2 separate regions of the Mus musculus genome follow, and region 2 is linked to region 1. Evidence: chromatin contacts called from public Hi-C data. All regions are on one chromosome and are shown on one strand. The core of a region is the stretch at or near the end of the contact, and the rest is flanking DNA. Distances in the headings are between cores, read along the strand shown. Region 1 holds the start of Rragb (Ras-related GTP binding B). Region 2 has its middle 93 kb from the start of Rragb.

Region 1 (2,683 bases), core at 54-2,553:
CTTTAAAGCAGCTAAGTATGGATGAGACCTCTTTTCAGAAGTCTTCATTTTCCTAAATTATAAAGCTGGGTTTATGCTCCCTGTTTCCTTCATCAGCTCGGGAGACGCTTCCTAGGATGGCATATTTAGGAATAGAAACCATTTAAATTCAAGATTTGATATTTTGTCATAAAGCTGAAGCAACACTCTGGGTACTTTTATAAATCAAACAATATTGTCATAATCTGAATACTATTTTTTTTAAATTCATCTCCGTATTTTTCAAATCTAGAAGCATCTTTGGACCTTCAATCGTCCTTCCAAGCTGTATTTCATTCATTAAAGGCACAAAGTACATATAACGCAGTTCTCAAATAGGCATATCGCACTATACGTCATTGGTCAGCAAATGTCTGTCCTTTCCTTTTTTATCATCAACAAGGTGATAACATCAAATAACCTTTATAGAAAACAGAAAACAACTCAGAACTGTCTCAATTAGAAGACTACGCATAAACCAGGAATCCCACATCCAGGCAAAGGGTGTTTCTATTCTGTTTTCCGTCATCAAGGGCATGATATCAATCAACCATATTGGTAAATTAAAGCAATTCATCACTGCAGGTTAGAGGTTGTTGCATCTCACAATACTCTTTACAATTAGCATGCCCTCCCTCCCAGGTGCAACATAATCCCCTTTACCCACCCAAGCGATCCTTCCGGCTCCCCTAGAGGAGGCTCCACTTTTGGGCCCACATTCTCTTTCTCTGTCTTTTTCTCGGAGTCAGATTCTTCCATCGTGCAACAAGTCCTTCACAGTGCCTTCTAAATCCGCAGTACCGTTCTTCTGGCTCACCTGCCTACGCTCAGCACCCAGGGCCCGCGGGGCCTGATCTATCCCTGCCTCCGCCTTTGTCCACTGGGGGGCCGCTTTTCCCACAGTTACCTTTACCGACCCGAACTTAGTCTCCAGGCACAGCCGAGCAGGCCAGCCCAAAGGAGCAAGCGATTCGATTCGGTGCGTGCAAAGGAAGAGATGGAGGAGAGGGAGGGCAAGGTGGATGAGGAGTTGGTCCCGAGTTTGGGCCTCACTCGCCAAGGTCTCAAGACCCAAAGGTAACTTGGTCAGCTTCTGTACAGACTGCAAAGGCTGAGATAACGGAATGAGCGGAGCGGAGCTGCAGAAGCAAAGCGGTCACTGCCTGGTGGCTCCTCCCGACCTCGCTGCCAGTCACGGTCCGCCTGAGGATGCTCTTACTTCCGCGCCCGCCCTTCAGGAGCGCAAGAACCTCACCGCAACCACGCTACTGCAGGCCAGGATCACGTGGGAACCTGCCGTAGTCCCAGGGCCTGTCACGTGCCGCTACCCTTTTGGGGGGGCCCTGGGTTTGCTTGGAAGAATACCATAGAGACTGCTTTAGGAAAGCCAGAGTGCCACCCGCCATCACGTGGCCCGGGCTCTCATTTCCGCGCCATTGGCCCTTAGGGCGGCCTGCGGGCACCTAGACACTGATGGACGCGGCCCCGCCCACTCGCTGCTCAGAGTTAAAGGAGAAGGTTGCAATTTCAGCACCTGCCAGCTAGCCGTTTTCACTACTCCCTATGATTAGGGCCCTGTGCATTTTTGCATTTTGGTAACTTTTCTTCCCGTTAATCCTTATGACAGTTCAAGTAATTAAAAAAGCAATCCATCTAAAGTGTTTTAAACTGTCTTTCCCATAGAAAACTCTCAATAAGTTGTTATTGCCAGGACCAGAACCACACGGAGGGTTTAACACGTCCGCCACTTAACTTTTAAAAGTTGCAAACATAATTTTAAAGTTTCTGATGATCATCATGAGATACTTGCTACATACAGAGTTTTATGTGGAGAAGAAGTGATTTGTCAACCAGCTCTCAAATCTCAACGCAGCAAGTTCCAACCTCAATGACCTAAGAGCTTCTTAGGCTTGGAACTCTTTTAAATGTGACACCAAGGTTACAGGCTGGGAAAAAGAGTGGCATAGGTTGATGCTCCCTTGAAAGACTGAATTTGCCATTCACAGTTTGTAATGGCCTCAACTTTCTCAGCTTATAGGTAATGTCCTCCAGAGGTCTTCCCAACCCATACTCTATTAGAGTACAACAGTCTTTTGAACCTGCAGTAGTTATTTTCTGTTGTATGCTTTTTAATTCATAATATTCCTTTGTAGTTTTTCTTTTGTTGTTGAGATTATACTGTAGACACATTTCTTTTTTCCCTTTTTTCCCTCCAAACCTTGTCATATAAACAACTCTCCTTGCTCTTTCAAAGTCATGGCTTCGTTTTTCATTGGTTGTTGTTATATGCACATATATGTATATACATATATATTCCTAATATAACCCGCTCAGTCTGTATAATAATCTCATATATATGTTTTCAGGGCTGAGCAGTTGGTATTGAAGAACCAGACAGTGTATTCTTCCCTAGGGAAAATTATTTCTCCTGCTCTGGGCATTCCTTGGTTGCCTGTAGTTCTTTGTGTAGAGTATAATACTTACTGACATGGCAATAATCTTGTTTATTTGATCTCTGAGTATAGGATTTCTATTTAAACGCTATAAGGACAAGCACTTACTTTTGAAAAATGTTCTCCTATACACTAGGTTCACAGACCAGAATGTGTGTATATACTCGATATTCACTGAGTACTGTTTTTTTTATAAAGATAAGAACAAATGT
Region 2 (2,683 bases), core at 82-2,581, 93 kb before region 1:
AGAGGCAGGCGGATTTCTGAGTTCGAGGCCAGCCTGGTCTACAAAGTGAGTTCCAGGACAGCCAGGGCTATACAGAGAAACCCTGTCTCGAGAAAAAAAAAAAGGAAAAGAAAAGAAAAGAAAAAGAAAGATAATGGGAAAGTGCTTGTTTTCAGAGCCCTACTACTGAAGTTCAAATCCCAAATTTATCACTTCTTTGAGTTGTGGTTTTGGACAAGTAATTCTGCCACCTAGACCTTCTATTTTCTCATCTGAAAATGATGATGATTATAGTAATAGCAGCTAACTCGTTGTGAGGTTGTGCAATTAAATGATGTAATACACACTAGGGGGTGCAAAGAAGATTCTATTAATTTAGATAGTCTAAGTTTCCAATAAAAATACTATGCTCCCTGGAACTATTAAGAACCCTAACCTATCCCAGCACTTGGGAGGTAGAGGCAGACAGATTTCTGAGTTCCAGGACAGCCTAGCCTACAGATTGAGTTCCAGGACAGCCAGGGCTACACAGAGAAACCCTGTCTCAAAAAACAAACAAACAAACAAACAAACAAACCAACCAAAAAAATAACAAGGAACCCTAAGCTAGAAACTGCAAATTCTAAAGCCAACCCAAAGGTGCGCAGCTAGCGGGTCACAGCTTCTACCAATTAACCCAAAATTATCAGAATGGTAAAGTACATATGACAGATTCTAAGGGATAATAAAGGCAACTTGTTTATAAAAGGCATGCATGTCTTTGATTCTCATTCTCTCTCTCTCTCTCTCTCTCTCTCTCTCTCTCTCTCTCTCTCTCTCTCGGGGGGGGGGCATGTTTAAAGGCAGGCCAGGCAGATCTAGAGAGCAAGTTCCAGGACAGCCAGGGCTACGCAGAGAAACCCAAAACAAAACACAACAAGAGAATAAATGAACGAACGAATGAATGAAAAATGTTCTCCCCTGTCAATTTAGTAACCCCAAACTAATTTAAATCTTGTTTTTCTGACCTTCCATTGCGTTCCAAATTGTTTAAGACTATAGCTATTTAGAGGTCGTCTTACTAGATCATACAAACTCTGTATCTTGTTTATCATCAAACACTTTTCAATATCTGCACTATTTGCACTTTTTGCAATGTTGAATTGACTATATGTGGTTCTCCATTTAGTCATCCAGCGAACAAACAAAACATATCCTTGACTGATATGAAAGGCAGCTGTGCTATATAGTGTGAAGTGTTAGGTCTCAGAAACCCCAGACAGCAGGCTGAGATACCTATTAACATATCAAAGTGAAGTCAAGGCCAGTTCCCTCGGAGACGCTCAGCGCCAGTGGCTCCTCCCAGTTCTGGCAGCATTACTCAGTACCTGTGGCTCCGCACAGCATTTCTCACCCCGCCCCCTACCCTAAACCTCCAGCTCCCAGGGGCGGTCTTCCACGTCTTCCACGTCTCTTTCCCTAACCCTGATTCCTACAAAATACAGCCATTTTGGCTACACCACTCCCTTGGCCTTGGCCCTGGCTGCGCATAGGTAGGCTCCTCATCTCTTGCTCCTCCTCCTCTTTCTTCTCATGGTCCAGTTTACTCTGTCAGATATTTCCACCCAGGATTCTTCCCTCCCTCTCCTTTCACCCTTGTATCTACATTAAAATCGTCTCCATAGTCATGCCCTCCTTTATTTCTTTGTCTTTTTTTTTTCATTCAGAAAAAGATTGGATGTGTATTTTTAAGAAAATCTCCAAGTCCTGGGATATCATTGACTAGCCGCGTACCACAGAATCTGGAAGAAAATAATGCTGTTATTAGGCTTCTCTACATATACCCTAATATAGCTAAGAAGGTAGAGACTCTGACTACAAAACATTTCTTGTTAAAAAAAAAAAAAAGGAACAACCTCTGATAGTTCTTGATGTTAAAAAAAAAAGCCAATTTTGTATTTTTAGTGAAAATCGGATCAGGCATCGTAGTGGAAAGATTTCTGGCAGTCTGGCAACAAGAGTCAAATTGCTCTAAAACAGAGGTCACAAATCCACAATTCATAGGTTAATTGTGGTCAACAGATTTATTTTGTTTAGCCTACAGTATATATGTGCAGCTATATATACATGCATATGCCTGTCAAATTGAAGAGATTACAAGCATTGAAAAATTAAGACATTTCTCTATAAAATCATTTTCCATGTTTATGAAGACAACAGTTACACAATTGGCCATTAATCTGTTGGAAATAATCAGTGCCTATTGTCTTCTGATCTCTTGAGCTCACCATGGTCCCTACCTGCACATTTACCTCATTTATGCAATCACTTTGTCCTGAGAAGGCATTTTAGGTTTTAATCTTTAATAAATAGTAAATGACTAAGAGTTGGCCATTTGAAAGTTCCCAGTGTTCCTTAAATATCCAAGAGCAGTTCTTTTAGTATGGTTCCGAGGGACTTTGACAACATGATACTATGTGGCCTGGCAGATTTTGCAGAAAGCATACCATATCAATATGCCACGACTGTGCCACCTTTCTGACTTGAACACAGTGCCCAGAGAGAGGGAATAGAGGCAGCATGTAAGTTAGTTGCATTTAAGAAATATTTCTTGCATATTGATCAGGTGGGAAGAACTGTGTCAGGTACATAAAGTGTGTGTTTTCTTTCCCTCTAAAAGCTTCCAGTCAAAAATTCCCCATATGGTTTCTCCAATATTCCTTGT

What was found. A called contact is a pair of places that touch in the nucleus more often than the background predicts.
Region 2: a Hi-C map of germline stem cells shows a contact between it and region 1, with 2.6 times the contacts expected there. The contact joins the enhancer-like site here to the promoter of Rragb in region 1. A contact is called at or near these places in 3 of 39 promoter capture datasets (the 3T3-L1 cell line, the C10 cell line and the HPC-7 cell line), 6 of 484 Hi-C or Micro-C datasets (LSK cells, Sertoli cells, cumulus cells and 2 more) and 1 of 9 other capture datasets (adipose tissue).

What each region holds. Positions count from the first base shown.
Region 1 is chrX:153,138,578-153,141,260 of GRCm38.p6, reverse strand. It overlaps Rragb (Ras-related GTP binding B), which reads right to left and starts at 1,303. Exons shown (of 11, transcript NM_001004154.2): 1 at 686-1,303. The coding sequence starts at 777.
Region 2 is chrX:153,232,084-153,234,766 of GRCm38.p6, reverse strand. It overlaps a transcript of Klf8 not described here. Among named protein-coding and RNA genes, the nearest start is that of Rragb, 93 kb to the right of the region's middle. Within about 2 kb of position 1,331, at least 13 of the 459 cell types and tissues checked have an H3K27ac peak or open chromatin away from gene starts, as enhancers often do. A contact at or near this core is called in germline stem cells, where this site is marked.